2 separate regions of the Zea mays genome follow, and region 2 is linked to region 1. Evidence: chromatin contacts called from public Hi-C data. All regions are on one chromosome and are shown on one strand. Each heading gives the region's core, a stretch centred on a gene start, on an enhancer-like site or on the middle of the called end of the contact. The rest is flanking DNA. Distances are from core to core; before and after follow the strand shown. Region 1 holds the start of LOC100273087. Region 2 holds the start of LOC103647333.

Evidence for each region. Hi-C and Micro-C count contacts between places; a contact is called where the count stands out from the background.
Region 2: a contact with region 1 is called in a Hi-C map of leaf, with 7 times the contacts expected there. The contact joins the promoter of LOC103647333 here to the promoter of LOC100273087 in region 1. A contact is called at or near these places in 2 of 25 Hi-C or Micro-C datasets (ear and leaf).

The regions. Positions count from the first base shown.
Region 1 is chr2:176,205,040-176,212,202 of Zm-B73-REFERENCE-NAM-5.0, forward strand. It overlaps LOC100273087, which reads left to right and starts at 1,409. Exons shown (of 2, transcript NM_001147536.1): 1 at 1,409-1,775; 2 at 5,217-5,688. The coding sequence starts at 1,482. The coding sequence ends at 5,393. It overlaps LOC100280470, which reads left to right and starts at 5,948. Exons shown (of 2, transcript NM_001153390.1): 1 at 5,948-6,475. The coding sequence starts at 6,243.
Region 2 is chr2:176,740,603-176,747,008 of Zm-B73-REFERENCE-NAM-5.0, forward strand. It overlaps LOC103647333, which reads right to left and starts at 2,587. Exons shown (of 11, transcript XM_020548471.2): 1 at 1,998-2,587; 2 at 758-887; 3 at 564-666. The coding sequence starts at 2,189. It also overlaps the pseudogene LOC103649104 and the pseudogene LOC103649105.

The DNA.
Region 1 (7,163 bases), core at 159-2,658:
CGTGGTTCTTTAGTGTGCCAATGTGAATATGCATATGCAGGTTTATAAGACATCGTGCAACTGTATATAAATCAAGAGCAAAGCTTACTACAGTCCTTAAACTTACATCACTGTCTGTGAATATATCCTGCAGGCTGCACTCTTATAAGACGCCAACCAGCTGTGCATAAATTAAGAGTAATGTTTACTATAGTCCTTAATGAACATATATCACTGTATCATGCTGGTCCCAAAATTTAGAAGACGCTTATCAAAATACATGAACACTGAAAGCATCTAGTATTCTATTAGATTTAAAGTGATTAATAATAACACTAGATTATCACATGTTTTATACAGGCAAATTAAGTTAGTCAATAATAGTGATTGATTGTGGGTTTACATGTCTCAATTGATAAAAGTATTTTTTTTGTTTTTTAAAGGATGAATCTATTAAGAACCTAATTTGGGTTTCACCCTCCGTGCTACACGTAAGTGTAAAGCAAGCACTCAAACACGTCTTATACTCTAGAAATTTAGGACTAACCATCAAACAACACATACCTATTTGTATGATATATAACATCCGCAGCAAAACACGAACAACTGTCTAGTATAAAGGTTAAGAATTAACTAGTATTTATATAGGATTGTATGTGACATACTTTTAAATTATATACTACATCCGTCTCAATTTACAATTCGTTTTGATTTTTTTAATCCTAACTTTTGACCCCTCATCATTATTCAAAAATTTGTGAGAAAATAAAGAAAAGCATTGTAATTTTATTTATTATCAAATATACTTTATATATGACTTTTTCATTTTTACATTAAATTTTTTAATAAAATCGGTGGTCAAAATTGAGGTTGAAAACGTCAAACAAATTGTAATTTAAAATTGAGGGAGTATTTTTTCTATTTCTGTGTTATACAATTTTAGTTTAAGAGAAAAATTGATCATAAAGAAGTTCCCACCGATCAGACACGAATATGTCTTCTCCATTGAGAAAAGAAGGAATTATATTCGTTTCCATCGTTCCCTTTTTACATTGGAAACATATCTGATGCTTAAAGGTTACGGTGCTCAAATACACATTTTAAATTTGAGACATCCATCTCATATTCAATGGCTGCAGTTAATTTGATTAAGAACTCCTCCCACCAAGTAAGCTCAAAGAGGTATGGTGTTCAAGTGCATATTTTAAATCTGAGACATATATCTCACATCCAGTGACTACAGTTAATTTGATTAAGAACCTCTCCTATCAAGTGAGGAAGGTGAAATGGGTTCTTTATAAAATTGATATTTCTGTTAGACGTTGGATGAACGTTTTAGATTTAAAATGTGCACGTGAGCACCGTAGCACCTGATACGTTCCCTTTTTACATATCTCGACGGCTCGCCACCTCTCTTCTCTCCTCGGCCCTCGCCACTCTCACTCCGCCACGCCGGAGCACGTCGCTGCGGCGCGCCTGCGCCCGCCACACACGAGGGGACTATGGACACGGTGGCTCCCCGCCTGAGTCGCTCCTCGACGCGATACGGGCCCATCAGCAGCAGTGCTGCCTCCTTCAGTGGGCCCGTCCGGAAGTGGCGCAAGGCCTGGGTGCCCCTCACCGGTACCGGCACCGGCACCGCCGGGTCCGGGGGAGGGAGCTCACGAGGAGACAACAAGGTGGTTCTGTTTAGATGGACGCCGGTGAATGGTTGCTCAGGAGGAGGGGGAGGCACCGACGGGGGCATGGAGCTCGCTGCTGCGGGGGCCTCCACCTGCAGGCGGCGCTACGTCCCGGTGAGGTTTCCCGGCTTCGGAAAACTGAGTTGATTCGGGTTATATGATTGATTTTTCTGCTCTGGTTGGTTGAATTTGGTACAGAGATTAGAGAACTTGGATGTTGTTGGTTGGTTTCGGGATTCGATTGTTCGCACAAACGTACGATTGATGGACAATGTGAATTTTTCTGGGATGGATTGGAGGTTTATTCTAGCAAGTACCATTTCGTGGATTGTGATTTGTACATTTTCGTTACACCAATTAGATTTTGGGCCTTATTGAGTTATAAAAGGGTTGGGTTAGGGTTTAACGAGTTCATTTGTGCTGTGTGCTAGATTTAGCTTCTGCCGATTAAAAGGGGGGAGGGGGGGGTCCATGCAGTACTGTGGTACACGAATTGTGGAATTGAAAATGTATCCAAGAAATGTTGACAAACGGGTTCAAATCCTGTCGGGGTGGTTGGTTCATGATACGATAGGCTCATATGCTAGGTGAAAGCGTGCAACAGATATTTTACTTTGTTAGTTAGCACTTAAACACTTCCACACCACTTGATGTACCTTTATAAAAAACCCCTAACAAACCACAATTGTATCTACCGTCGGATTTAGATCTAACAGACAAAAAGTCTGCTTGCACCTAATATATGCTTGCATATTAGTCGTTAGCCATATTTTTTTTGTTGATGTCTAATGGGGAATGTACCTATTGCTTGGGGGCATTTAGATGTCGCACATTGAGTTGAAGCTGGGTTGTGTCAAGGGGTTGGGTTTAATGAATTCATTTGTGGTGTGTGGTTCCATCTTCTAGTGTGGGCGTGTAATTTCTCCTGCATAGTTTTTGCTGATTTCTACCAGTTTTTGAGCGAAAGGGCCTCTAGTGTAACGGTTAAGGCTTCCGAGTAGCACCTCAAGGTCCTAGGTTCGATCCCCTCGGGGGCGAATTTCTGGCTTGGTTAAAAAAAATTCCTCGTTGTGTCCTGTCCGGCATCCGCTCCCGGGTTACGTCCTGCGTGCACCCTTCGGGTGGGCTGTTTGAGAGTTAGCGGTTACGGCCAGGGTTCGGGGATTTTCTCGACCGGGATCATGTTTCGGTCTCTTCTTAATATAATATCGAGAGGGCGGTCTTTCCCTCCCCTGTCGAGTTTTTTCTACCAGTTTTCGAAGGTGTCTAGTTGAGTTGGTTTGGTGGTCTAAGTAGTATTGACGCTCCATGGGTGCGAATTTCAGTCGGAAGTTAAAATAAATCCCATAGTCTATCTCTGATAGGATCTGGAATCCTAGCATGGCTGCGTAAGTTGTATGGGTACGTGATCGATGGTTGAGGCCGAGCAACATAATTGTCTTGCTTGCTTAGATTGATATGTCTTTTCTTTATGTAGAGTCTTACTTGACCCTAAGTAAGCAATCCTTATTTTATGGAAACCTTCTAATCAAGAATCAATCATGATCCTAGTCAAGAATCAATCATGATCCTATTTTATGGAAACAAATGCAAAATATCTAAAAAATTCTTTGGCATTTCATTTCTAATTGTTTGCATGGCGATCCCGACGTATATAGGTGTCATCGTTCAAAAACATCTCTCCCTGCCTCTTCGAACAAGTCATTGTCGAGCTGGATGTCGGGTAGAGGTCCTTGAATTGCTGAAGCAGCTCCCAAGTGGTGTCGTCGTTGGGTAGGCCACACCACTGAATGAGGATGCGGTTGTTACCTCTTCAAAATGCCATGCTGAGGGCCTCAAAGTTACACAGGATGCCCCCCAAGGTTCAGAGGTAGTCGATGTCTAGGACAAGGTTGCCACCCTGGTTGAACCTGAAGTAGCTGATGGTGAACACTGACCGGTGTGCATGGCCACATTGCGTGCCATGCCCTCGAAACACCATTGGCCACCATGACTCGCATGTTGGTTTTGTTCATCGTTGCTAGTCCGATGTGACGCATGACCTCGACATTGATGAAGTTGTGGGTCAAGCCACCATCTAGGAGGGCAAGGAGCTGATGACATGGATGTAGGCGTGGAGGTGCATGGTGTCCTCAATGCATGCCAAGGATGGCGTGGATGGAGACGACTGCGGCATCGGGCCTGTCCTCAAGGACCACCTCACCGCTTGTGTCATCGGGTACCTTGTCAAGCAGGTAGTTGGTGTCTTCAAGATAGAACAAATGTTGGTACTGGTGGCCCCACCTTATGATTCATCACAGTTGTAACATAGCTCTTGACGACAATGCTCGGTCATCCGATCACTGTAAGGTGGTAGAACTGGTGCGAGGGAGCAGGTAGGGCGGCCATTGGAAGTGGTGCAGGCAGCATAGGCGCGGCCATAGCCGCAATAGTTACACATTGTGGGGTTGTTAGCACCAATGATGGGCGCTGGGGAGGCAGGGAGACCCGCAACACCAAGGCTGGCATGGTGGCTGCGGCGGGCGCTCATAGGCTCGTGCTAGAGTGCTAGGTGCATGGTCGCAGGTCTTGGGATTCCTAGAGTTTGGCGTTGACCCGAATGAGCTTCAGAAGACCCCCAATGAAGAGGTCTGCATGTCTTGGGATTCCTAGAGTTCGGCGTTGACCCGAATGAGCTTCAGAAGACCCCCAATGAAGAGGTCTGCATGTCTTGGGATTCCTAGAGTTCGGCGTTGACCCGAATGAGCTTCAGAAGACCCCCAATGAAGAGGTCGGTCTTTTGGACCGGCAAAACATTCGACGTTTTACACAACGCTCTTGGTAATCCTAGGCTTTGGTGTGGAAGGGGAGCCTCGACAGTTCGTCGAGACGATTGTTGCCGATGGTTGGGCCAAACCACAAATAGCAAAGATCCTTGAATCGTTCTCACAATGGTGCCCTCATCTTGCTCCAAGGCATAGTACCATGTCTGGACCGCACCCGCGAGGTGGTGGGAAGCGAGCCATACCTGATATGAGGCGAGTGTACGCTGCCCACAGAAGAACTCACAATGGTTGAGCCAATTCAGGGTGTCCTTGCCGTCGTAGGTGAAGAAGTCGAGCTTGCTGAAGTGCGAAATGTTCAAACCGATGGGCGCGCGGGCAGTGTCTACAACGGTGGGCGCTCGCGTAGATAAGAAAGGCGGCCCCTACGGAAGTGCTGGTAGCAGGGATGATGAGGAGAAGTTGATCTGTGGATGGGAAGTGGGATGGACTGCGGTGTGCTCATGAGACCTTGAATTCTTGTTTTCCTGTTGGAGATGTGAATGTTTGTTCACTGAAAATCTCCAATTGGTTTTATCCGTAAAGCTCTGTGTTGTATGGTACTGTTTGGAATTTGGATCTCTCCTAATAACCTCTATTCCACTTTGGCAAAGTTAATAATAAGGTGGTAAAAGGGTGCAAGCGATTCTGGTTTCGATAAGTTTTTACAGCCTTGTTGATAAGTTCCATCGTATGTGAACCAACTTCTCTCTTGAACAGCACAAAACTCATATGTTGGTATCATATATTTCAGGCTGCAGGGGAGGCGCAAAGCACCACCAAAAAGGGCACCAGCAGCGAGCTCAACTTGAACCTCGAGCTGGAAGACCCAGACGACGACACTGATGCCGACATGAGCACCGACGAGCCACGCGATGTAGAAGATAACAGCGCCCGTCTAGAAAGCCGCTTGAAGCGGAAAGCATTTTAGCCGCTGGTCACCTAGAGATGCGGATCGGCCTGAATCGTCTGCCCTAGCTAGGCGGATTTTGTGTAACATAATGTAGCAGCATGTAACTTGTATCCGCCACCTCGTCGTCCTTCGTCTGTTCCAGTTTAGAACAATGGCATTGTCCATGACTGTTCAAGTCCAAGTGCTCATGTTATATTTCATAGCTGTTGGTTATGACTTGCCACTTTGTCCTGTACGAAATATTGTCATGGACTTTGTTCTAGTGTGTAATGCTACATGGCAACGTCTCAAGCAAGATGTTATAAGTTGTGGTAAAGACCTAGTTAAAAGTCAAATACATCGTAGATGCGATACGGACGTGAAGATCACAAAGAAACAAAATATTTTTTATCACCGAAACTGAAAAACCGAGCCGAAGTTTCGGTGTGCGTGTTGCAAAGTGTACTGCGAGTTGAAGTGGACAAGTGCTGCACTGTTGTTAATGTTCCACCGTTCGGGTGTGCTGATTGTTAAGGCACAGATCTGGGACACCGCAGGCCAGGAAATATGACGAGAGACGGGCGTTGACAGCTAAACACTCCGTCTGTTGAATGTTGATCCCTTCAACATTTCCCCTATTTTAACATTTATTATTATTATTAACCAATCGAATCAACTGCACCTCTTGACCGCTTCTACTCCACCGCCTGCTGCTCCGCTAGTCTTCTTCAACCTTGTGATGCTTCAGCCCCCCCGCCCCTGGTATTGATCGCTCAGCACAAAGCATCGTACTTGGATAGGAGAAAACAATTCTAGACAGTCGTCAGAGAGAGAGAGAGAGAAACCAAATTAGAGAACTGAGAGATCGGGGACAAAGGGGGAGAGGAGATGTCTCGGGGCGGTAGCCACGGGGAGCTGGGCCAGAGGATCGATTACGTCTTCAAGGTGGTGCTCATCGGTGACTCCGCTGTGGGCAAGTCGCAGCTGCTCGCGCGCTTCGCCCGCAACCAGTTCAACCTCGACTCCAAGGCCACCATCGGAGTCGAGTTCCAGACCCGCACCCTCAACATCGACGCCCGCAACGTCAAGGCACAGATCTGGGACACCGCAGGCCAGGAAAGGTCGGTAACCAATGGATCCATCCACCCGTGAAGTTAAAACAGATAAACTTAGACAAAAAAAAATTGACATCTTGAACCAAGAACTGATGATAGTTTTTTTTGTTGTTGTTGTTGTGTTGCTTTGGTACATAACGACTCTATTATGTATGCTTTGTTTCATGTGTGTTTTATACCACAGTGCCACACTGCACATCTTGTATCCATCTAGCTAGCCTTGCTTAGACACGTTAGGTGTTTGGAAAATCCTAGTAGATACAAACTTTCGACATTACCGCAAGTTTAAACCAGCGAGAAATTAAAATATTTGTGCTCAGTGGAGAGTCAAATTAGCTTTCACTCAGCAATATGTGTGAAGTTAGTTTAAATTCTCAAATTTCATTGTAAAAATGCTCCAGCAACAGGTTCCAACTGGCATGCCAATGCAGCTTGCCGTCAGGGCTAAACGAACCAAATGATCCATGTAAAATATGAAGCAAAAAAAATGTACCCAGTGCTACCTGATATGCACTAGTTTTTATCAAGGAATCAGTTGTTCATGTAGTCAATATTGCAGTTTAAATGTTTTCTCATGGATAAAATCCAATATCTTAGTGCACACATATACGTTCAACATTAAATTTTGAAGTTTGAACAAACACATAGCACAATGTACTTGCTGAAGGGAATGTATTCACTTAGGTGCACAGAA
Region 2 (6,406 bases), core at 1,337-3,836, 540 kb after region 1:
TTATTGTCCCATCTTATGACGCCTATGTGCACTGGTGCCTCTGGGGGGTCTCCGGTGGACATGCCCAAACCATCTCAACTAGTGTTGAATAAGCTTTTCTTCAACTAGCGCTACTCCTAGCCAATCGTGTATGTCATCGTTTCTCACTCGGTCCAATCTTGTGTAGTCACATATCCAACGCAACATATGCATCTCTGCAACGCTTAGTTGTTGGATATGCCGACCTCAATTGACAAAATTAAAATAGCCTGAAAACATATAGTCCCTCCATTCGAAATCATGTTATGGCTTTTTTAGATACATAGCTTGCTATGCACTTAGATATACACTGTATAAACACATAGTAAATACAATGTATCTAGGAAAGACAAAACATTTAGAATGGAAGAAGTGGTCCATAAGTCTCAAGTTCGCTCTAATATTCTATGCACATGGTGTATACTCTAACCACAAGTTAAATTCCATCCTTAGGTCCTTTAACAAGTCAACCAGTTTATTTAAGACAATGTATTTATTAATTTATATATATTCTTAAGTTATCTAGTTCAATAGTGTTCTCTTACTTTTCAGGGTTTATATTCTTCCGCTCGTTATTGAATTCTTCAAGCCACTCCTCATCTTCATTGTCCAGGTCATACTCGACAAATTCACCGATCTCAGCTCTGGCTGCAGATATTGAGCACTCTTAGTAATAAACATAATAGTGTAAGTTTAACAAGAAAAGAATGCATCCCCAGGGAAGTAACAAGAAAGAAACCTCCTCTTCCACGTATATAAGATGTCGGTTGTGCAAAGGTGCGAGTATAGTCCCTTTCATATGTGTCCACAGCATCAAACTGCGGTGTAGGTATTTCTTGGGCATTTTTCTTACTGGGTGCTTGACTTCCCTGCAGAGTAGAGTGATATAATTCCTTTTTCCAGCATCCTTTGAAACAAATAGTAGCAGTCCACTAGATGTACCGTGGACATATTGGTTTAGGTGAGGGAGTTAGAGAAGCCCACATCAGACTATGTTTTCTTGTAACAGCAGAATAGCCCATACATAATTTAAACTGATCAGAAATATATACAATCAGATAAACCTAGCAAAGTAACGATTTTGAATTCTTCCAAGGACAAGACATTTAAGAAAAAGGGCACAATAAAACATCACTATTGTTTCAATTAGACGGAGATAAAAATAATTTTGTTGGAAATGCGCACCAACAAATTAGTGTACAATATGTCAATATCTGAACTATTGTCCAAAAAATAACAACCCATGTGTATCCAAATTCCAGTTAAGAGAACCAGACAATGAGTTCAAAATAGATTAATTGATAAAGGTTTGACCTTTTATAAATGTGGTGTACACAAATGAAAGTATGAACAGCAACAACTTCACTAACGACTCTTTGGACCTAAAGGTGAGTGGTATTGATAGGTTCATAAAGAAATGTGTGTAACAAGCTATTAAGGATACAGCCTGTATCATTCCACCAGAAAAGCCTTACTTCTAGCTAATTTTAACATAAGGCCATGGTTGGTTCCCAAGAATTGAGAGGAGCTGGAAAGTAATCTAATAATGAAATGGGAAGCACTTTCTACATATTGGTTTCAACTCATAGGATCCAAACAGGCCCTAAGAGATACTTTGTTACATTATCCACGTAAATTTAGTCACGCTGCATGTTATCGATATGCTAGTAAACTTTAATTGGCATGTCCGAACATCATTAGGATTGGAGTGATTACATGATATTACAACCTGCAGTCTAATCAGGTCCCTTTCATAGTTTCATTTCACATTTTCATTATGGGCCTATGGTCACTAAGACAACAACTACAGCAAACAGTACAGACACATGACGCACATTGTGAAAGCTTAGTTGGTGAAATGAGGATTCAAGCACAGAAGAAAGCTCAATTCATGTCACTTCAACACAGAAACAAACACTATGAGGTAATAAGGTCCATCATTTAACATTGCTGAAGCTCAAACTGAAGCTGCAAAATACCTCGCCCTCTGTCGTCTTGTTCGCCCCAGACGCGGGGAGCTCAGTTCCTGAGTGCCGCAGCAGCACCCCAGCCCTCGCAGAAGAAAGCGGCGCGACCCCTGGCTCCTCATCCTCGAACTCCCGCACAGACTTGAGGATGGGGAGCTTCTTATGGATGTCGAGCGGCCGCGGCCTGAACGAGAGCCTACTCATAGTTCACACCGCCCCCACAGCCGCTGCAACCTCATCTCATCTCCGCCCACCACCTCCTCGCCCAACCACCCGCCCGCACCGGCTCGCCCAAAGGCAGTGAACGAACGAGCAGCTCCGGCCCGGGAGAAACCCTAGGTCCGCGAGGGCCGAGTGGGAGGGCCGGGCGCGCGGGGGCGCGGAAGTCGCGAGGTATGACGCGGAGCAGTGTGGGGACGCAGTGGGGAGGAGGCTGGGGAGCTAGGATTAGGGTTTTGAACGGGTAATCGGACTTAGGGTTTGAAAGGAAACGGAAGCGAGGGAAGAAGGACGCGAGGAGGAAGAAAGAGGAAGAGCGTCGAGGGCCGGGAGAGGGAGACAGGTCGGGCCCGAAGCGGCGGTTGAGTAACTGTACGTGTACGTATCCGTACGGGCATACACGTAGTTGCATTTGTATTCGTAGTAGTATGTTTAAAATAAATTCTGAAATAACTTGACCCGCAAAAGTTGCAAAAGTTTACCAATTTAAACATTTGTATTTTTTGCTGCATCTGTATCTGTACTGTAGTTTAGGTTTCCACCGCCGTACGCCACGCATGAAACGCATAGATTTAGGGTGCCTCCTAAATTGAATTATGGTGAAATAGTAGAGGAGTGAATTGTCACTTTGTCATCATAAATAAATTAAAATAAGCTATTAATCCCAAAAGTGATATTTACCTTTCTACCATTCCATCGTAATTTAATTTAAATAATAATTTATAAGATAAACAAACAGGACCTTATTATCTTTCATGCATCTCGTTTAACAAACAGAGTGCAATAATAATACGGCAACTACAACCTTATCTCGCCAATAGGAGCGTATATACGTGTATGCGTGTATGTATATAAGAAATAAAAAAAGTATTTTAAAAATGTTTAACATTGATGTTGTACTAACGGTCTTTGGATTGTGCTTCCTTTGTATTTAGATCTATAGCCTTAAGATCTACTAGGTAGATGCCCGTGCGTTGCAACGGTATACAAAATATTCAACAAATTGTTAGTACACAAAAAATAACACCACATATTTTAGTTGCACCAAAAAATGATACATTCCCCGCTTGTAAGATTAGGGCCGCATTTTCTTCCTACTTTGCACCTCAGCGAACAACAAAAATCAAAGAACCATACAGTTCATAGACGCACTTGCACACTTGAAGAGCACTACACATCTCGTTATCCTCCCATACACCTAAGCAGCATGAGCTTGATTCCTGGGCATCCATTCCTTGTTATTGTTCACATTAATGAGGGTCTAAGAGTGGGGATGGGTTACAACAACATACAAAATATTAATATATAATGGTTACATAGGTGAAAACGTGTAAGCAGATATTTTACTCCGTTAGATCTAAATCCAACAGCATCTATATTTGCAGTTATTTATAAAAAATATATATTCAAAAAAAACATGCGAAGACATAGTGTGCGGTTCTGCTTCCCCATGAGGCCCTTGAGGAAGGGGTACAAGTGGACAATCACCTAGAACGCAAAGAAGAGCTTCCCGAAAAGAGGTCCCCATGACTGGTAACCGCTATTGATTGCGTAGGAAATGCCAGCGACCACGCCGACCAGGTTGATGATCAAAATAGTGGTTGGTGGGATCAGAAGCGTTGTCCACTTGAACATGTAGAGCTCGGCAAAATCACCTTCTTCATCAGTGGCAAATAAATGTGCAGAAAATACCACCAATGACCCAGAACTGCTCGTTCCTCCACCATTCATCAATGCCAACACCACTCCACCTCATCTCAAGGATACCAGTGGCAAAGATTGAGATAAAGAGCGATATAAACCAAACACTCTCTAGGTTACTAATCTGCATTCGAGAAAATAAGAGCAGTCAGAATCAATTCTTTGCAAATCTTCCTGCACAGTACATTAATGTGTGCGCTTTACCTTTGGGATGATGAAATTCCCAGTGAGAAGACAAACTGCTGGCAATATGCAGTACAGGAGGAGCGGGATTGATGTGAGTGGATAAATTGTTGTGTTGATATAAGCAAATCTCTCCAGGAATTTAAGCCGGCCTCCATAGCCATACCATATGGGACAATGCCTGCTGAAAAGAATTTCAATGGAACCAAGAGCCCACCGAAGCACTTGATTCAAACGATCCGAAAGGTTGATAGGAGCAGATCCCTTGAAAGCTGGTCGCTTAGGCATGCAGTAGATTGATCGCCAGCCTCGAGCATGCATCTTGAATCCGGTGAGAACGTCTTCTGTAACAGAACAATAGATCCACCCAATCTGCAGTGCACCATATTAAAGACTTACAATTAATAAACATTTCTTTCTCTTCAATTCAATAACAAATATATCATTTCCAACAACAGATTAGGTATTTATCACAAAATCAAAGGTTTTATGAGCAAACCAGACAAGGAAACATCAATTCATATCTCGACATTTCTTAGCAAGTAATAGCACAAGCATCAGCAACACTGATGTTACAAAGTTATAACTTCAGGAGTCATTACCTCAGTTCCCCAGTCAGTTTTGTCCTCATAGCCACAGCTGCTGCTGCCCTTTTTCCCTGCTCTGCCCTTTTTCCAAGGTGAGGGAACAGTGACCACTGCAGTGTCCGCAACGGACGTTTGGCCACTGCTTACAGTAACCTCTACCTTGTTCCGGTGGCGAACAATTTCCAAAACCCTGAAGAACAAAGAACAAGGGTCGGTGCTGGAGCAATGGTTGATGAAAGTGAAACTACAACTATTGAATACAAATTGATAATAAAAAGGATATATTATGCATACTTATGGTTGAGACGTATATCTAAGCCTCTTGCAAGAGTATTTATAACTGGACGATATCCACGAACCATGAGGCCATGGCCACCTGGAAGCAGCACCTCCTGCATCCCATCAACATTATCATGCATAAGGCACAATAATTTCACAATGTGCAAGTATACTGGCCAGATTGTAAGAAAAAGAAACATACCTGATCACAGCCCTGTAGTGAAATTGAATCTGCGTCAGTGGCAAACCAACCCTCCATACGGCACAAATACCACTGAAGAACTTCATGAGCAATCCCTTCTTGCCTGTAGTGAACACATGGAAAACCCACTGTTAAAATGACTGGTATGTTTGTGTTGAACAGTGAACAAAGGCAGGAAGTAGATTAGTACAAACCTCAACTGTGGATTTCTATCCATAACAATTGCAATGGCTTTTGCGATAGACATATCTTCATTGGTTCCTTCCCTCAATTTGCTAGTCTGTGCACAGAAGTGTTGTGGGTAAATCAAATAATAGAAACTACCTAAAATCAACAGGCACTGACACACCACTAATTGAAAGGGGGGAATACCTCTTCCAGTATGGTCTCAAACACCTTCCCAATCTTTTCTACCAACTCCTGTGGTACTTGACGTCCATTAGTGTCATAGAGTGCATAGCTGAAGGCAATAGAACAAGTTAGCGGCCATCATTAGCCCCCATCATCTCTCAAAGCACAATTCAGCCTAATGCAAAGTTTTACCTCTCCAGATCATGATCAAACAGCACAGAATCGTCTCCACTTGTGCGGTACAGTGGAAGTCCAAGCCTTCCAATTATTGGTGCCAAGGGATTTTCTTCACAGACGCCATGAAGCCTTCTCAATAGAAATGATGAAAAAAACACTCAATGCATTCCTTCAAGATGAACTTTTGGGCACATGGTGAAAGTTCAAAAGAATGGAACTCACCAAGATGCTCCCAAATCGACTGGAAACCCAAAAGAGTAGTCAGTGTGAACTCTGCCACCAATTCTATCACGAGATTCCAGAAGAATAACCTGAAATGCATCACAAAAGGATCTTTTCATTTTTCTCAAATAAATATGATTGCATCACCAACACACAAACATGACAAGAAGTAACACTGAAAAATACCTGGAAGGATGCATTTCTGAGCGCATCAGCAGCAGCAAGACCTGTAAACCCACCACCAATAACAATAGCAGATGGTGTGTGTGGCTTTCTCCCATTTTCACCGCATGAGCCTGACATGAAGACAAGATATGTTTTATCTCATTAAAGATAACACATGAAATAAAAATGTTTAAGTACCAAATGTGTTCAGAAGTACAAGTTTAGTTCTATTGATCATATTGAGAAGAAAAGATAAGTTTCGAAGTCATTTCTAATCAAATTTATTATTCCAGCAGTATCACAATTTGGACATGGAGAAAAGAAGGAAATAAAGG